2 separate regions of the Mus musculus genome follow, and region 1 is linked to region 2. The links are chromatin contacts, called in public Hi-C maps. All regions are on one chromosome and are shown on one strand. The core of a region is the stretch at or near the end of the contact, and the rest is flanking DNA. Distances in the headings are between cores, read along the strand shown.

Region 1 (4,293 bases), core at 1,022-3,521, 350 kb after region 2:
CAATAAGGAGGTTTACTGAGTCTCTTTTAGTGTTTTAAATGGTATATTACCATAGAGAGAGTAGTCCACTCTTCCAGTTGCAACAAATTTTATCTTTTTAATGGTATCTTTAGATGAAGATACACACACACACACACACACATACACACACACACACACACACACACACATATGTTAGTGAATTTGTCAGTGTTTTCTTTTAAGATTTCTATTTTGTTGTTTATTGCCTTCTGTTTGTTTGTTATACACAGGGTAAAAAATATTTCTTCAGTGTGTGAGAAAAAGGCTATTCCTGGGGCTATCAGTGAAACTCAATGGTAGGTCACCTGCTGGCATGCCCAAGGTAGTACTGGGCTTGACACCTTGCAATGCCAACAAGACAAAATAAATATGTTCTCTTTAGGGTTCTCTGTAAGTTCTAATTTTCCTTCTTTTAAGCTTTTTCTTCAGGATTTAAATATTCCAATAATTAATATATAGAGAACACTTCTATGTGTAGTATCTGATTTCGCTTTGCCATTCCACACATGCTATCTTGCAATTGCATCATTCGTTGGCCCAACCTCTCCCAGGCATCTTGAATTCTTATTCTGGCCTGGAGGAAGTGGCCACATATGCATGTGACACCTGTGTGGGCTTTCTACCATTTGCTACTGGCCCTTTATGTTGGCCAACTTTATACACGGCACTACCACACCTGTTGGTTAGCATAGCTTTAAAATAGGCTTTGGTGTCTACATGATAAGACAACCCATGTTTCCTCTTCTGATTCCTCCTAAAGGTCATGTTTATTTTTAATTCTTCACTATTAAACAAACAAACAAACAAACAGCCCAATGAAACAAAAACCAAACACCAAAACAAAATTGTGGAATGTGTTTGCCAGGTTCTAGGTTTCTCGCTGGCTTGTTCTGGTGTCTTTTGATCTGTCTTCCGACCTACAGTTTCAACATGATAGGTCTCAATATGTATTTAACTGTGGCACTTAGTATGTGATATACATCCTCTGAGGGTTCCAATGGTTAAAATTCTTGAACATCTTCAAGTCTTTACGCCTTAACCAAATGCCCTCTGTTACTGGGGAATCTATCTTCAAGAGACACACACGTCTGTGTGCTTTATGGGCAGAGGCCATGACCACTGTGATTCTACAATAACTTTCAAAAGATGCTTGAAGAATAATGATGGTTGGTTGCTCCTTTGAGCAGAGTGTCGAATCCACTCACTGTCTGGTGGTAAGGATAATATCTGCCCCCAGAATTAGTGCACATTTGTATAGTAGAGCCACTTCATTTTTTTTATTAAAAGACAAATTTTCATACAATATATCTGAATCATGATTTCTTCTCTCTCAACTTGTTCTAAATTCTTCTCACCTCCTTACCCACCCCCATTCCCTTTCTCAATTTAGAAAACAAGTAGGAAAAAAAAAACAAACAAAAAAGCCCAAATGAGCCAGAATTAAACAGAGAAAGAGAGATAGAGAGGAAAGAAAATAACACACACACACACACACACACACACACACACACACACACACACACCAAAATTGGAAACCATAATACATAAGTCAAAGGCCAATAAGAATTTTGAAAATTATCAAAATAAGGCAATATATGACAAACATGTCTAAAAGATATCATTGAGTTCATTGTGCATTGGCCTGGGGCTTACTCGTAGGAGTGGGTAGTATACCCAGTGAGGCTCTGTTGGAGAAAGCTCACATTTCCTCTGTGAGTAAGATCAATTAGAGACAGCAACTTGGTTAGAGATGGGAATTCCCATTTACCTCCACCTTTTAGCATTAGGACCCCATCTGCCCTCAACCTGTACAGGCCCAGTATTTTCTATGACCACTCTGTGTAATTCCTGAGACATGGGAGCAGGGGGACCCATCTTGAACCTCATGTGGCTTGTTGGTCCTCTATGTCTGATTTCAGAAGTACAATGTCTTAGACCATTAACGCTAAAACTGAGGCAGGTACACTTATTAGCATAAGAGTAAAGTCTCAGGTCACTCATAGTTCCTGATAACACCTCTGTTCAACACTGTAGTGTTCTGGGATGTCAAATAGGCATGTGTGAGCCCTTGGCATTCTATTATCCCCATGCCTTAGCTGCTCTTTACCAGTTTTCTCTTTCCTTCCTGTTGCATAATTTTTTTCATGATCTTCCAGACCAATCTCTTAAACCAATACTAAATATAGGAGTTTTAAATCACCACGTATAACAGTGAATAGGCACCATCAACTTGACTGAATTTGGAATCACCATGACAACACAACTCTGAGCAACTGTGTGAGGCTGTTTCCAAGAAGGTTTAACCGGGGGCAACTCATTCTGCACACAAGCTGGATGGAGCTTGGGACTGAATTGAAAAGGTGGCGTGAGGTAGGTGACAGGATCCTTCTGTGTGTTGCTGACTGTGGATGCAATGTGACCAGGTGGTTTATGTAGTCAGGACTTCTCCACAGCTGGCCACACAAACTGTGAGCCAGGATGCCTGGCTCCTTGCTGAGCTGCTCTTCTCACAGCAAGGATGAAGGCAACTGTGATACCATTACTATAATTTCCAAGTCTGTAACTCGATCCAGCAAATTTTAAAAATCTGGTCATTTGGATGGTCTCATTTTTGCTTGGTTTTATGAAACTATACTTTTCATGTGTTCTCTCTATCCAGGATCCAGCATCTCAAAGGCATACTACACAGGAATTCTAAGTTTGTTGTCTACTGTGGGCCCCGGACCTTGTACATTTTGGCTTTCAGTATTTCCTCTTGGTAGCATCACATGAACTGGATCTGTTGGGATCCTGAAGGTGCTGCGCTCTGAAATTGTTCCTCCAGAGAGCATTTCTGGTCATCACTACCAGCTATCAGAGGCTTCCACCAACAGGGAACCATGCTACATGTGCATTTGAGGCAGAATGCTCCTGGGGGAAAGTTACTCTCCCCATTCATTGCCAGATACATTCACACTTGCAAAGAGAAAGGATGAACATAATAATTCATGTGTTTTTTTTCTAATACAACCACAAAACACTCATTTGGTCATGTGTCCACTATTTTGGTCATATGCTCACTGGCTCTCACAGGTCCTACATTAAGAACACGTCCACTTTGCATGCCTTGATCTGTGATTTGTTGCAAGACTGGCCCTTCAGCTGGACCCTGGGCCTTGCCCTCTGCTCCCTACACAACTAACCCTCCAGTGCCAGGCTTCTCAGCTGAGTTGTTTCTGGAGCAGGCCTGAGATTGCCCCAACCTCTGGTTTTCCATGCCCTACAAAGTCTTAGGGCTCCTTGAGGAGCTCCTTTGCTCTCTTGTGAGTTCAGTGCCATATTTATAAAATCCTATTCTCTGACTTGTAGCTAGCTATCCAAGTAGTAAATAGGCTTTTAGAGACTCAGAGTCCCATAAATTACCATTTCTATGATTGCTTTTTCTTTCAGACACCCACAAAATGGTGTCTTTCCTTTTCAGTAGGAGCCTCTTCCAGGTGGCTAAAAGTATCTGTCCAGGGAAGACTTTATACAATGTAACTTTTCTGGAAATCAATGTAACTTTTCTGGAAATCATATAGTTTATGCCAAAATTCATTCTGTTTTGCCTCAGATACTGATCAGATATGGAAGCTCAGACATCACTTTACCCCTGGGCTCACAGTATCTATGGCTACCATGCCTCCCTGAGAAAACTGGTGAATTTCCAAGTGAATTTCTGATGGGCTCAAGCAACCTGTAAATATCGTAATCATGGTAAAATTTAATCCTAGATTTATAAGTGCATTTTTGGTGGCTTGCAACCCATTTGTAGACACGTTGGGATGTAGGGAGGGCGAAGAAGCCTTAAAAGAGAACATGGCCGAAGCTCCATTTCTGCTTAAAGCAAAGAAGCTTTCAGACTTCAATCAGTTAGATTCTCTCTGATCGTTCATATGCTGATTCATACAGACTTGTTTTTAATTAAAGAGAAAATTGGGCTTCATTTTTGTCCTGCCATCTTAAAAATTAAAAGATAACATCATCAAAGAATCAAGCTCAAGATGACATTAAATACTCTGTGAAGTTGAGGATGAGATTAAATTTGACTCAAATCCACAACTGACGGAGCGAGAATTAGTCAGTAGTAATAATACTTGGAGGGGGGCAACCCTCCACAATCCTTCAGTAAGAAATAACTTCTCGACGTCTGAAAGGATGGGAGCATGTTTTCTTGGTATAAAAACAGAAAGGAGACAGAAATAATGTTTAGAGAAGCCCATTCATGCCTCAGACCGTTGCTCTGCTTCACGG
Region 2 (4,670 bases), core at 1,601-4,100:
ATTTAACTGTTTTATGTGGTTGGGTACTTATGTTGGATTCATAAGTATTTGTGTAAGTAACAACATGACAAATTCTTTTAAACAAATCTTGTAGCTCTTATGTTATTGCTGATTTAGAGTTGACTTACAGAAATGGGACAGTCAATTCAAAGTTGTAAGCAAATGGACGAGGCTTGCTACTTATTGTTAATGACATTGCTTTCTAAACTTATATTACAAATGCCTAAAATTTCTCCCAAAGAGCACAAAGGACCAGCTTTATATCTATCTTTATAAATACCTAAAAAATTTTGTCTTTTTTTCAAGTTTTGCGAAAATGGTGGGCAAAATGTCTGACCTAAGTGCTTAAATTTGCATTTCCTTAATAACAGATTTCATGTTATAGGTTCATTCTCTTGTGGTCTGTATATTCATGCCTCATTACTATTTCACTATTGGGTATTTCTGTTAGATTCTTTATTTGAAAAGAAATTTGGAAAACATGCATGATGGAAAATTAATGATATTCTAAGTTATGAGTGGCTTTTTTTTCCGGTTTTGTTGAGATGAGCTCTCAGGTAGAGAGAATTGGTCTTGAACTAGCTATGTAGCTGACCCTGGCCCTGAACTCCTGGTTCTTCGCACTGCTCAAGTTCTGGGAGTGCTTTATTGATATAGAATCTGTGGTTCCCTTAGAAAAACAGGGCAAATTTATATTGACTGAAGCTTTCCCACATACCAGATAAATAAGTGTGTGCTGACTTCCTTCTGTTCACACTCAACCAACAGGCTGTATGTCGATGGATGAAGCCTGTAATACTGGGAGCTCCGTGAAAAGCAATACAATCCCCACTGGTTTTTCTCCATGATTGTTAGCAAGCAAAATAGGCTGCTATGGCACTCGCTGCCTGGACCTCTGTGGTTTATTTCTTCCACCTGGTTCTTTGGAGAGTTTTATCGCACACAAATGGCATTCTCTGAGCCATCACCATGGAAACCCAAGGATTCCTATACTACTTCTGTAGAATGTAGCCTATCTAAACTAGAGGATGGAATTCACATCTCATAGTTCCTGTCTCACAGTAACTTTGACCATCATGTCAGTGGGAATGGGTATTTGAAGTCCTTTCTTGTATAGGGGAAAATTTCACCTGCCTGTTAAGAAGTCCTCCATGTTCTTATTTGATTGTTTGGGGTTTTACATTGTTGGCACTGCAGACTGAATGCACAGCTTTGGAAATTCCTGGCAAACACTTTCCTACTGAGATATATTACCAATTCGTTCATGTACACACACACACACACACACACACACACACACACACACACACACACACACAGTTTTTATTGTTAATTATGTATCTGCATGTATGTGTGTAGGTACCTGCAGAGGCAAGGAGATAGCACTGGATATCCCTGGAGTTGGAGATAAAGGTGTTCATGATCTTCCTTAAATGAGGCTTAAAACAAAACCTGGGCTCTCTGCAGAGTACTTGCACTCTCCCTGACTGAGTCATTTATCTAGCCCATATATTTTATGTTTTATTAAGTCTCTCAGGCTAGCCTCGAACTTGCAACCCTCATTCCTTTGCTTTTCAAGTAGTGGAGACTGCAGTACTATGTCTAGTGACCTCTAAAGACATTCAGTGTGCACTCAAATTTGAGAATTATGGAGCAGGGTGGGGGAGAGGGTATAGGGGGCTTTGGGGGTAGCATTTGAAATGTAAATGAAGACAATATCTAATTTAAAAATTCAAAAACATGAGAATTATGGAGTGAGACCTCATAATTCAGAGACCTCAGCTTCTAATCTGTGTTCTTACTCTAATTCAGCAACCAGAGGAAAGTTACCCACTCAAAGTTGTTTACTCTCTGTACCTCAACTTCCCTGTTTACAATGTATTAGAGGCCAAAGAATCTTCAAAAGTGATTTAAGGCTCAATCCAAATTATTTTGTAATAGGTTTCAAGTTATTTTTGATTTTGTCATTAAAAATAAACTGTGGGCCATAGGAGAGCCTCGACCTCCAACAAACAGCATGTTCTTCAATAGAAGCAATCAATGGAACTAGGAATAATTGAAAACAAATGCATGAATTCTGGAGACAATCCAGAGATGGCTGACTGCATTTGAAGCCTGCAATATGTCTATGGGCAAAGACTTGAGATTCCTCCTTCTTCTGCGTCTGTCATCTGTCTGTCTGTCTTGCCCTGTTTCAAGATGAAAAAGACTGGCTTCTGCCTGCATGTGGTTCACCCAGCTCCTTTTCTTCATCTGGCTCATTTGATCTTAATTACCGGGCTGCTTCTTGCCTCACAGCCGCTTGTTTAAGGAACATATGGCAGGAGGTGCTGATCACAGGCAGCAGACAATGTGTTACTAAAAGGAGAAGAAATTTTCCTTTACATAAGAAGCCATATGTGGTCCAAATTTATCCATACTGTATTACTGCTCTGTGTATTTAAAAAAAAAAAACTTCTCTGGTATTTCACAGGTATTGGTTTCAAACTCTTGTATATTTGATAAAGACCTGCTAAACATTGGCTGGGATTTTTTTTTTTTTTTAGTTTGTCTTATAATACTCTTGGATCCTTTGTTCACATCAGCAACAGTGGGATACAACATCTACTGCCTCCTCTTGATTCACCCCCTTAGAGTACCCTCAGATCTTTGGTCTCAGTGGGTGTTGTCAAGGTGCTCTTTCCTTGAAAGCAGTCTAACTGCCAAAGTCCCCACACTTCTGCTGCACAAGGTGGGAGAACAGACTATTCCTTCCCCAGGTCCTGACTCTTTGTCCCTCTCAATGAGACAGGGAGTCTCTGGAGCTTTACTCTTCAACACCTCAGAAAACACCTGCATAGCATCAAAGCTATGGATCATGGCCGACTGCCAGCCATCTGGCTGTGGCCCTCTACAAATCTCCTTCAATGCACTTCCCCTTTAAAGTCTTGTCTCGAAATCCTCTTTCACTCTCACCCAGCTTCATTTGCTTTCCACCACCTCTGGCCATTGGGCCTTTCAGAGAAAGCATTAGACACAAGGACTGCTGAGTTTCCTTCTGGCTTACAGCAGCTCTGCCTTGCCATCATCCTCAGAGCTGAGTATTTCCTACTGTGGCACCTACAAGATCTAATTGCTTGGCATGCTGCTTCTGACATCACGGTCTGTTGCCATGGAAAGTGCCTCCAATTCAGTAGGATGACTTATCTGCCAGAAGGAGAGGATGCTTAAGAGGAAGACATTTGTTTAAGCATAAATATCTTTGATATTTAGCAAAGAGGCAAGAGACACTGTAGAGGACAACAGAGGAAGCAAGAATTCCAATTTTCATGCTTCTTGGCTCTCAGGGCTCCTCTTAGGTACAAGCCAGGTGTTCAACTTTCTTTAGGTCTTCACATCATGTAAGAACGTCAAGGTGATTGTTACTTTAGCTCTGGGGTTCACTGGGAATAGTGTCAGTGCTTGGAAGTGCTCAGAGTTCAAAAAGCAGAGCATCATTTAAAATATTACATCAACTTCTTGATGTTTCTATCAAATAATTCTCTGGGTAGAAAGATGAGCAGTCGTCATTCTAAATAGAATTGCTCATCTCAGAGAAGTGATATCAATGAAGGTGGTTTACAGATAATTCAAGCTAGTTTTCCCCTTGTATATTTCTGATAAGACCAGCATCCCCATATTTGCTCCTTCAAATTCCTCTAATAATGTCTACTGTTGAATTGATGGGGTTTCCATGAACAGCCTTGCCAAAACTCCAAATCCATTCTCATTACCTAGATGCAACAATGCCATGGCAGTTGACAACATTGTATCTGGAAAATTGTTAAGAGTTATGGTTTTCTCCATTTGGTAGCTTGTAATTTGGTACTTAGAATTCTAGGCAAGACAGCAAATTTGAATAAATGTGTCTACATATCCTAGACACAACTTTTCTCAAATCATCTTAAAATGGAATGTTTAAAAAGAAGACAAAACTATCTCATATGCTTGGTCCTGGACACTCTAGATCTGCAAAGAAAGTTCGAGAAACTTATGCAAATAGAGCAGTATGGGGGCCTGGGGCCATCTGGTCACAGATTGCTTATGTGCAAAGTTAGAAGCCCTTAAGTTGGTCAGACAGAAGAAACTAAGCAAAGAATTTCTGATCTTTCTCTTGGTGTGTTAGGGTTTCTACTGCTTTGAAGAAACACCATTACTAAAAGCTACCTGGGGAGGAAAGAGTATATTTGCCCTATATATCCAGATTCATGGTATACCAGGAAAGCCAAGGCAAGACCTCAAACTGGGCAGGAATCTGGAGGCAGGAGATGATGCAGGAGCCATGAATGAATGCTTCTTACTGCCTTGCTCTTTGTGTCTTGCTTTATTAAAAGCCCAGGATCACCAGCGCAGGAGTGTCCCCATCCACAATGAGCTAGGTCTTCTCACATCAGTCACGAATTACAGAAATGCTCTCCAAGCTTGCCTATATCCCAATCTTCATTTTCTCATCTGGGCTTCCTTCTGTAGTTTATATGAAGTTGACATAAACTAGCTAGCACACTTAGTCTTATCAGACCTGAGAAACAGGTACCAGGCACCAGAGTGTATGTTCCTTTTAGGGACTGGAAGTAATGAACACTTGATTCTCATTGGCAATATAATATCTCCTACTAGAAGCTTAGAGGCCTGAAAGAGTTGAGCAGAATGGA

Evidence for each region. Hi-C and Micro-C count contacts between places; a contact is called where the count stands out from the background.
Region 1: a Hi-C map of cortical neurons shows a contact between it and region 2, with 2.0 times the contacts expected there. The contact joins two enhancer-like sites. A contact is called at or near these places in 2 of 484 Hi-C or Micro-C datasets (both in cortical neurons).

The regions. Positions count from the first base shown.
Region 1 is chr2:13,125,145-13,129,437 of GRCm38.p6, forward strand. The region is part of intron 8 of Rsu1 (Ras suppressor protein 1); the gene reads right to left. Among named protein-coding and RNA genes, the nearest start is that of C1ql3, 120 kb to the left of the region's middle. Within about 2 kb of position 2,272, at least 1 of the 459 cell types and tissues checked has an H3K27ac peak or open chromatin away from gene starts, as enhancers often do. A contact at or near this core is called in cortical neurons, where this site is marked.
Region 2 is chr2:12,774,786-12,779,455 of GRCm38.p6, forward strand. No RefSeq gene overlaps it. Among named protein-coding and RNA genes, the nearest start is that of Pter, 150 kb to the right of the region's middle. Within about 2 kb of position 2,851, at least 17 of the 459 cell types and tissues checked have an H3K27ac peak or open chromatin away from gene starts, as enhancers often do. A contact at or near this core is called in cortical neurons, where this site is marked.